Regions from separate parts of the Rattus norvegicus genome. Here all the other regions are linked to region 3. Evidence: chromatin contacts called from public Hi-C and HiChIP or PLAC-seq data. All regions are on one chromosome and are shown on one strand. The core of a region is the stretch at or near the end of the contact, and the rest is flanking DNA. Distances in the headings are between cores, read along the strand shown.

What was found. Hi-C and Micro-C count contacts between places; a contact is called where the count stands out from the background. HiChIP or PLAC-seq counts read pairs in DNA pulled down with a chosen protein or histone mark.
Region 1: a contact with region 3 is called in an H3K27ac HiChIP or PLAC-seq map of oligodendrocytes, with 4 times the contacts expected there. The contact joins the promoter of Lrch4 here to the promoter of Spacdr in region 3. A contact is called at or near these places in 1 of 12 Hi-C or Micro-C datasets (kidney) and 1 of 1 datasets of contacts at active chromatin or transcription factors (oligodendrocytes).
Region 2: a Hi-C map of the A7r5 cell line shows a contact between it and region 3, with 2.8 times the contacts expected there. The contact joins the promoter of Gnb2 here to the promoter of Spacdr in region 3. A contact is called at or near these places in 1 of 12 Hi-C or Micro-C datasets (the A7r5 cell line) and 1 of 1 datasets of contacts at active chromatin or transcription factors (oligodendrocytes).

What each region holds. Positions count from the first base shown.
Region 1 is chr12:24,704,095-24,707,541 of GRCr8, forward strand. Lrch4 (leucine rich repeats and calponin homology domain containing 4) reads right to left here and starts at 1,265. Exons shown (of 18, transcript NM_001127551.1): 1 at 1,013-1,265. The coding sequence starts at 1,232.
Region 2 is chr12:24,794,210-24,797,462 of GRCr8, forward strand. Gnb2 (G protein subunit beta 2) reads left to right here and starts at 1,570. Exons shown (of 9, transcript NM_031037.2): 1 at 1,570-1,708.
Region 3 is chr12:24,571,596-24,574,974 of GRCr8, forward strand. It overlaps Spacdr (sperm acrosome developmental regulator), which reads right to left and starts at 1,991. Exons shown (of 3, transcript NM_001271236.1): 1 at 1,729-1,991; 2 at 1,005-1,313. The coding sequence starts at 1,779. It overlaps LOC134481171 (a long non-coding RNA gene), which reads left to right and starts at 2,999. Exons shown (of 2, transcript XR_010056498.1): 1 at 2,999-3,379.

The DNA of each region.
Region 1 (3,447 bases), core at 15-2,514, 130 kb after region 3:
TCCTGGACCAGCAGAGGAGAGGAGTCAGCCCAGACTGGGGTGGGGCTCCGGGAATGCAGCCCTCTGTTGTGATTCCCCGCCCTCAGCTGCCAGCCCAAGTCCATAGGCTGCCTCAGCAGCTGAGGCCTGACTCACCTGTCATAGTACAGTCCCCAGTGCCTAGCCATAACAGACCCAAGGGTAGAGTGTACATGAGTAGAGGGATCTCGAACACACACACACCAGGGTGGAGGGGACATGATTAGTGGGATCCTGAGGGCAGGGACTGGAAGGAGAGTCTCCAGGAGGCCAGCACTCTTAGCTAAGAGATACAATGTCTTTCCTTTCAGCAAGCTGCCTCAAGTACCTCCCCTAAGGGAAAAGAAAAACTTGTAGGGTTCCTATGAGGTCACAAACTCCATAGTGACCTCATAGAGCCAGGATAAAGGGGTCCGGGATAATAGATAAAAAGTTAAGGGCGGGAGATTCACTTCTTTCACAAAGACAGGCTGGGGTGGACAGAAGAGAGGGGCTGGAACTTGGGGAGACTGCGGGAAAGCAAGCAGAAACTTCGGGTTGTTAGGGGCGACCCTTAGGGAAGGGATAACCGGGGCTTATTGGGGTCGAAGCGGACGGGTGAGGACGGAGTTGGAAACGACTAAAAGGGCGAAAGAATGCAGCAATTAATGATATTATACACCGAGGCTTGCTTTAAGAGCTGATTAGATCTAAGGTTGAAGAAGCCAACAAGGTGAGGGGCGGGACCATGCTACAGGTGCGCAATATGCAAATAAAGGAAGAGTTTCACAGAGCTCTGCCAAAAGTGTTCTGTGCACTCTTGAAGAGAACTCATTGTCCAGCGGTTCTTACAGAGGGGAGGGGAGGTCGCGGGCTCAATGCCAATCCCAAGGGGCGAGCATTCAAGACTGCCAGGTGAAGGGGTGGGTCTGATTCGAACGCGAGGCGGGGCTATGCAAATGAGGGTCGCGGTCCACTGTGGGTCCCCTGCTCTCTGGGCACTAGCGCAACTCACCAGCCTGGGTGATGTCTGACAGGTCGTAACTGCGGGCCGCGCCCCGGGGGAAGTGCTTCAAACGCCGGTTGGACAAGTTCAGGGTCCCGGTGGCCACAGCTTCCTCTAGGGCTCGTTCTGCGCTACGGCTCCCGGGCAGACCAGGAGACCCTGGCACGGAGACTGAAGCTGCAGCTTCCTCACCCCCGGCGGCGAGTGGGCCCGCTACCGCCGCCGCCATCCGCTCCCGGCGGCTCCCCTTGCCTGACTGACGGCACCGGCCGGCCCTTCTCGCCCTTCCCCCTCCTCGGAGCCGCCGTAGTCGCCACTGGAGGGAGGAAGCGAGGGTCAGGAACCCCTCGGACCAATCACGAACCACAGATGCGTTAGACGTGTCCAATCAGAAAACGGTAAAGGGGTGGAGCCTCTCAATTCTAGACTACACTGAGGTACGGGAGGGGGTAAAAGCGGAGCACCCCGCCAACGGCCGCGGTTCCTGGTCGGCCCGCCCCGCGCAGTGACATCCAATCACAACTCTTGAGTCTAGAGATGGAGCCAATGAGACCCACCCAGGAGGCGGGGACTACAGCTCTCAACTTTAGGGCATTTGAGACCCAGAGACCACAAACCTGCGGGTCAGTCCCTCTTTCAACCAAGACCAATTGCAATGTAGATACAGGCGAGTGACTGTGAAGAAAACCAATTAGAACCTTGGAAAGGAACCTGTCCCGGCCTCTTCTCTGAGGGAAAGTTCTGCCTACCAATAGCATGGACTAGGAGATGCCCCTTTTGCTAGACAGAAGGAGGGTGAGCTAGAATTTTTGAGACCCAGGTAAAGACAGTAAACGCAGCGCGCTGGGCGGGCTGACAGTGCAGGGTTAGAACTGGGTGCTAGCTGAAGGAGCAAACCAGCGTCCGGGAAGTGAGAAAGGGCGAGGGATGCCCCAGTGAGCACTCAGGCTGTTGTCTCAACAGAAGGGACCATTTCCGCCTGCGCAGTCTTGAGTTCCTACGGGAACGCCTGGGTTGACCAGTGAGAAAGTCGTCAGACCTGCCATCTTCACCCAAGTTCCCCTGGAGAAGACTTGTGACAGTCGGCCAAGTTTTAGAGACTAGGAAGGATCTCATGGCCTCTAGAACAAGATCTTTGGGGGTTTTTGTTTGTTGGTTGGTTGGTTGGTTTTCCGAGACAGGATTTTTCTGTGTAGCCCAGGCCTCTGTAAACCAGGCTGGCCTCGAACCCAGTGTTCTCCGCCTGCCTCTCCTTCCCGAATGCTAGGACTAAAGGCGTGCATCATCACCGCCCAGCTAAGACCTTCGTTTTTTATAAATGATGAAAGGGAGGCTGGATAAATCTCAGGTTTCCACGTAGAACTTTTCCCCCAACTTTCAGAACAGACTTTGTCTATTGGAAACCTCTTATTTAAAGCCGGATGTGGTGGCATGAGCCTGTCGTGACAGTTCTTAAAAAGAGGAGGCAGAAGGATCAGGACTTCGAGGTCAATTCTAGGCAAGCCTGAACTACATAGCTACATAAATATTTTTTTTAAAAAAGTACAAGAAAGTCCCAGATGTGAGAGATATTAGTAAAAGAATACTTTTTTTTTTTTTTGGTTCTTTTTTTCGGAGCTGGGGACCGAACCCAGGGCCTTGCGCTTCCTAGGCAAGCGCTCTACCGCTGAGCTAAATCCCCAACCCCAGTAAAAGAATACTTTTTTAAAAAAGATTTATTTACTTTAAAAAGAATGTTAACTTTAATGAACCTTCTGTGTGGCTTCGAGTCACTAGGAAACATGCTCTCCAGCACCCTTAATCGCCTTGGCTCCTCCAAGGTTAATCCTGTGGTAAAGCATGCCACTAAGCATCTCTCTTCCCCTAGGGCACCTCCACTGCTTACCAATGGGGCTATAGCTGTGGCTAACATGGCCCCGTAATTTCAGTCTTTTTTTTTTTCTCAATGTGGGTGGTGTGGTGACCTAAAGGAAAGAGAGAGACTGGCTTTCTGAGACAAGATCTGTAGCCCTAGCTGGCCTCTAACTAGTGATGTAGCTAGGAGCGAACATGAACTCCTGACTGTCATCACCTCTCAAGTGTTGGGGTTACAGGTGTGCACCCTCATGCAGGACTCGCTTAGAGACCTTAAAATCTTCTGTCGTGACAGAAGACCCCAAGTCTGCTTCCTGTGTTGCCACCAGTAACCAAAGTTGTCCTCTTGTCTCAAGTCTTACCTGCTATGCTGACGTGCCTAAACGCTTATTAAACTATTAAAGATTGGGGGCTGGAGAGAGTTTGGTTAAGAATGTGTATGGATCTACTTCTGTCCACAGCACCTGACAGAGTGGCTCACGGCAGCCTGTCTCCTGTTCAGGCCATCCAGTGCGCTCTTCTGGCCACCACAGGCATGCTCCCCGACAGGCACACACAAAAAGCAATTCAACCTTAGGGGGCTGGGGAGA
Region 2 (3,253 bases), core at 320-2,819, 220 kb after region 3:
GTCTAGTTTACGTGTATGAATGTTTTCCGTTTCTGCTTGTGTGCATGTGTCCGTACCTGGTGCATCAGAAGAAGGCATTTGATTCCCTGGAACTGGAGTTACAGAAGGTTATGAGCCACCATGCCAGGCCTGGCAACAGACCCCTGGTCCTCTCTTTTTTTTTTTTTTTTAAATTTATTTATTATATATAAGTACACTGTAGTTGTCTTCAGACACACCAGAAGAGGGCATCAGATCTCATCACAGATGGTCGTGAGCCACCATGTGGTTGCTGGGATTTGAACTCAGGACCTCTGGAAGAGCAGTCAGTGCTCTTAACCGCTGAGCCATCTCTCCAGCCCACCCTGGTCCTCTCTTAACTGCTGAATCAGCTGCTCCTGCTTTAATATTTGAGACAAGACCTCTCACCTGAACTCCCTAACTGAGTCAGACAGGCTGACCAGCAACCTTTCAGGGACCTTTCCACCCTTGCACACATTGGGGGCATAGGCGAGACCACTGTGCCTGGATTTCTTTTCTTTCACTTGGTTTTCTGGGATCAGACTCAGGTCTTTCTTTTTGCATGGTAAGCACTCTGTTGCCTTAGCCATCTGTCCAACCCCCTCTCCCAACACACTTTTTGAGACATGGAAATCCAGGTACCCCCTTGGTGGGGTGCTCCACAGTGTAGTTTCCTTCAACGGTTGAAGTTATTAAAGTTGAGATCGTATCTCAACTCTTCAGCCTGAGTCTATAGTCAGTATCATGAAGATTAATAAACAAAAATTTTGGCGGGAGATGTGGTTCGGTTGGTAGAGTGTTTGCCTAACATACATGAAGCCCTAGTTCCACCCTGCATATATCAGGCACAGGGGTGTGTACCTGTAATTCCAGCACTCGGTAGGTGCAAGCAGGAAGATTATCAGTTTAGGGTTATCCTGGGCTCATGATACTCTATCACAAACCAAAAACCCTTTAAGTATGCAAATCAATAACTAGGAACTCTTATTGCAGTGGTATGAGGCGTAGTCTAGGGAGCCTAAAACCCTCACAGTGCTGCGCTTGAAGAATCGTCTGGGTGTAATTCCCTCTGAGTTGCATTTTATGGGACTCTAGTGGTCACCAAACTACTCCCTGTCTTTTCCTGCCGCGCTGTCCTGCACTGGTTTAAGACTTCTCAAGCTCCGCCTCCGGGGAAGGGCGTGGCCTCACCAGAGGGGGCGTGTACAAGCCGAGAATTGGGCCTTCTTGCCTCCAGTCTGGAGCCGCCCAATCCGGGGGGTTGAAGGAGGTCGATCACGTGACCGGGAGTTTTTTTTTTCACCCTCCCTTATGCCTATACCACTTCTGCTGTCCCTAGGGAGGATGTCTTGCTCCTTTTCAGGAAGTAAACCATGTATTGTGATCTTTGATGAGTTAGAAAAAGGTAAAATTGTACTTTTACTGTGACTGAGTCAGTTTTTGCCTCTGGAGTGGTATTTTCGCCTCTAGGCTTCCCCCCACAACTTGGGTAGTTGGTCTCGTCCAGCCTGGCCCTGGGCGCGGCGGCGACGGCCGCGTCACTGGCGGGCGGGATCCCTCCGCTCTGGGGAGAGCAGCGCTGGACGGTTGAGTTGGGGTGACTGAGGAAATCCATCCGCGTCGCCGCCGCTGCCGCCTCCGCCGCGGAGGAAGACAGGACCTCCCGCGCTCCTCCAAGCGACCCCTTGGCAGAGTCCCACCACCTCAGGTACCTCCGCTGACAAAAGGAGTCCTCATCTCCCCCAGCCCCAAATCCTCACGGGTGTGTGTGTGGCAGGGGGAAGCCTCGGTTCCTTCCGTCTCCCGGGTTTGGCTCTTGGGAAACGGACGTAACTCCCCAGACCTCCCCTCCCTTCCTCTGGCCCGGTCGTTTCCAAACCCGGAAGGGGAACTGGGGGGGACCCTCGGCTTCAATAATGCATGCGCTCCCTGCAGTATCAGTGGCAATTTTTTTCTAATTTAGACCCCCATCCCAGCCCCGCCTGCCTCTTACTCCCTTAATAGTTGGGGGGCTAAATTCCGGGTTTCTTCTAGGTCCTGTCCCGCCCCCTTTCCCCCACCACCACCCTGCTGCCTGCCCTTGGGTTACAAGCCTCGTGCCCACTCGTTTCACACCCTTGCTTGCATTAGCCTTGCAGAACTCCAGAATCCCAGGAGATACGGCCAAGGCCTCAAGGCCACCCTTGTCTTCGTCTCCACCCTACTGTCCCTTGATTTAGGCTCTGGCAGTGTTTTCTCAGTCCCGAACCCTAAACTGGAGATCTCAGCTCCTTATTCTTTTTATAAATCCCTACCCCAGGTCTGGCACCTAGTCGCCTGTCCCCTTCACCCAGCTTTCTTTTGGGCAAAATGGAGGTCCTACGAACTGGAGGGCCTGGCCCACTGCACTTCGCAGCACGGCACCAGCCTGCGCCGTCCAGCTGCTAGATCTGAGGACCCTCTCTTGTCTCCTCTCACACCTGCGGAGGCGGTGGCACCTTTTTTGTTTGTTTGTGGGGTATGGTTGCTTTATCCCTAGAATCGAGGAGCTGCTGAGGGAACCTTGGAGGGTAATGGGGATCAAGGGCTGGGAGCGTGGTCCCCGACCCAGTGTCTTCTTCCTGGCCTGTTTTCCTTCTGCTTGTGTCATTGGGGCCAGACCTGGGCTGCTGGCAGCTGGAAGAAAGGGGCTTTTGTCCACAGCTGGAGTGGGGTACTAGCTGTGTCGTTGCCCCCCCTCCCACTTCATTTTGGAGGGGCATCCTCTGGCACTGGCGCAGAAAGCTGAACTTATGGAGGGGAAACATCTTCGGGGAAGAGGAACGCCCAGTGGCTGGGGGAAGTGGGAGCTGGGTGGGGGACGTCTGGGTCGCCAGAGTGCAATAATCACGTCCAGATCGCACAGGTGTCCCGGGAAGGCAGGACGTCGGAGGCTGGAGTGGTGCCAGCTAGGCCTCGGGGGCTCTTGGGCGCAGAGCTGGGCTCTAGGGGTGCCTAGGGGCATCGGGCCGAGCCGCCTGGGGCTGCTCGCCGGCGCCTGGGAGAGAGCAGCTACGCGCCCCGGGACCAGGGGCCTCTCTTCGGAGCCCTAATTACTTCTGAGAGGCTCCCACGGGCTTTGTGCGGGCGCGGCGGGGCGGGCGACCTCGCTGCTGAAGGGAGCTGGCGGCTTGGGGGTTTGCCTTCCCCGCTACTCCCGCACTGACCAGAGGCTAATGGGGTGCAGCCGGCCCGGAATGGGGATTATCCCGGGTTGAGCCGTCCCGAACCTATT
Region 3 (3,379 bases), core at 741-3,240:
ATGTAGCACACACACATGCATAAAAATATAATAAAACAAGGAAAAGGACTGACACCCAAGGTTGTCCTCTGGTTTTTCACATGCATGTTGCAGCACAGGCAAACTCATACACATATGAGGAGAGGGAGAGTCTTAAAAAGAAAGTGGAAAAGGAAAGAAATCGGGCATTCGGGCATAGTGATGCACACTTTTAGTCCCAGAGCTTGGGAGGTAGAGGTAAGAGGTTCCGTTTGAGGGCAACCTGGTTTCTATAGAGTCCCATGCCAGCCAGAATACATGTTGGGAACCTGTCACAAAAAATAAACAAATGGGTTGGGGATTTAGCTCAGTGGTAGAGCACTTGCCTAGCAAACGCAAAGCCCTGGGTTCGGTACCCCCAGCTCTGAAAAATAGAAAAAAGAAAACAAACAAAACAAAAAATAAACAAACAACCCCCCCCAAAAGAACTAAAATAAATAAACAGAATAAAGACCTTGGGGCGGGAGAGATGGCTTAGCAGGTAAAAACACTGCTATTCTTGCAGAGGACCCAGGACCTGCAATCAGGTGGCCAACGCCCACCTGAAACTCCACGTTCCAGGGTTTCTGACAATCTTTATGGCCTCCTTTGGACAACTGCACATATGTGGTGTACATATAGACAAGCAGAAACACATATATACATAATAACTTTTTTTTTTCCTGAGATAAGGTTTCTCCTTGTAGCCTTGGCTGTCCTGAAACCATTGACGAGGCCCGCCTCAAACTCAAGAGATCCACCTGCCTCTGCCTCCTGATTCTGGGATCAAGGTGTGTGCTACTAACTGCCCAGCTTTTAAATAGCCTTTTTAAAAAAAGAATCAGAAGTAAATTTAGGTAGGAATCGATTGCAGTTATCCTCAGCTACACAGCAAGTTCCAGGCAATTCTACACAAGACCCTGTCTCAAAAACAAAACAAAAAACCGGCGATGGAGCAGGGACAGAGGAGGAATGAGTCTCAGGGTCAGCAATCAAACGGTACGTACCTTCCACCTACACAATCGCCAGCCGGACTGCAGCACCGAGAACATGAACGTAGAAACTGAATTGACTACGGTCATCAGGGAACGGCTGTCACGACTGGAACGGCTCTCTCGATCATGCAAAGGAGATCTTTCCTTGACTGAGCGCAGCACCCCTGGGCACACATCCAGGTCTGAGACCATGTCCTCTTTTTGGGCGTTGGCCAACTTTACAGTGTCAAAGTCCTTGGAAGTCTTCTCCGGTCCCTTCAACAGATGCTTCTCACGCTGATCAGACAGGCCTGGCTTGGCTAGGTGTTTCCAGAACAGGACCTAAGAAATAAGACACGGGGTGGGCTGGGTGGCTCAGTGGTGACTGCTCCTGCCAGGTTGGCCTGACAATCTGAGGTAGGTCCTTGGCTCTGGTGATGAAAGGAGAAAATCAATTCCCAAAAGCTGTCTGTGTTGTGACATGCACATTCCTCTATTCATAATAGGAATAGAAACAAAACTCAGGGGAGAGAGAGGAGACCCTGCAGTAAAGACAATGATGTGACCTTCCTGTCACCCTTCTCAAGTCCCTCCCTACTCATCTTAAAGCCTCCCCTCCTGTCCTATCTTGTTGAGCTACAAGGGGCCAAAAAATAAAAAAATAAAAAGAGGAACAAAGTGGTTAAGGGTCACTACAGCCCACATGAAAAGAACCAGAACTCCCAACTCATGGGCATGTTGTGTCCGTAAAACTCACCCAATTGGGGACCTTTCGCCAAATTTGCCTAATCCATCTCAAGAACCTCATGACCACACAGCTATCTCTCTTGACACAAGTCCAAAGTATAGTACAAAGTGAGCATTTGAGGTGTAGGTGGGAAAGGCTATGGGCCAATGGCCACCACCAGAGAGGACTTGCGGGTACTGAGGAGTTTCAAGCACGGTATCGAAGGAAGAAATAAGAAATCCAAAAGGGGCGTGCCCCCCAATGACTCATGACAGGCCCTTCCTCCCCTCCCTGGGACAGGGAGAGGAGTCAAGTGGATGAGAACTTAGAGTGAGGGAGTGTTCTAGATCATTGTGAGAGCTGTCTGGCCCCAACCCCCCAAGGACCTTCCTAGACCCTCAGAGCCAATCATTGACAGCCTTGTCCCTTCTGGCCCAAGAACCAGGATACTGAAATTCACATTGATCAAGAGCTGGGATACATTTTAGGCATTCTCTGGGGATCTTGCTAGGTGACTTTTACAACGGTACTTCAAGGTAAGTGTTTGGAGAATGAATACAAGATCCGTAAAAACTGGATTTGAAGGGGTTGGAGAGATGGCCCAGCCATTAAGGGCACTTGCTGCTTTTCCAGAGGCCCAGCACCTGCATGGTAGTTTACAACCGTCTATAACTCCTGTTCTAGGGGATCCAGCTCCCTCTTCTGGTCTCCATGGATACTATGCAGCCAGATACATGGTACAGACATGCATGCAGGCAAAACACCCATACACATAAAATAAAAATAAAATAAACTGGGTTTGAACCAGACATATGCCCAGAATCCTAGCACTTGGGCAATGAGGCAGGAGGATCAGAAGTTAAAAGCTAGCCTCGGTGGGTTAGGGAAGATGGCCCCTTCAGTAAGGAACTGACTACCCAAGCATGAGGACTTGCATTTGGGTCCTCAGTACCCTGCCCCCAACCTTCCAAGGGTACATGTCTGCAATTCTAGTGGGGAAGCAGAGACAAAGGGATCCCTGGGGCTTGCTGGCCAGTCAGTCTAGCTTAATCCCTTAACACCAGGTCTACTGAGAGCCTGTCTCAGAGGCTGCCTCGAGGCTCTCAGAGGCAGACGGATCAAGAGTTCAAGACCAGGGGTTGGGGATTTAGCTCAGTGGTAGAGCGCTTGCCTAGCAAGCACAAGGCCCTGGGTTCGGTCCCCAGCTCCGAAAAAAAGAAAAAAGAAAAAAAAAAGAGTTCAAGACCAGCCTGATCTACAGAGAGAGTTCCTGGACAGCCAGGGCTACACAGAGAAACCGTGTCTTCTCCCCCCCCCCCCACCTTTGGAGCTGAGGACCGAACCCAGGACCTTGCACTTGCTAGGCAAGCGCTCTACCACTGAGCTAAATCCCCAACCCCAAAACGGTGTCTTAAAAAAGAAAACAAAACCTGTGGAAAGCGATCGAAGAAGACACCAAATAGTTTCTGGTCTCTCTGTACATGAGTACATACACTCACACACACACCTGTACACAGATACAAATCAAAGTCAGTTGAAGGCCATTGTGGGTGAGATGAGACCATCTAGCTAGACAGCTAAAGACTGATGAGGCAGTGGGTAAGATGTGCTGACTGTACAAGCCTCAGTTGGGAGTCAGACCCTACAGACACAGTAACAAATGCTTACAATTCCAGCGCTT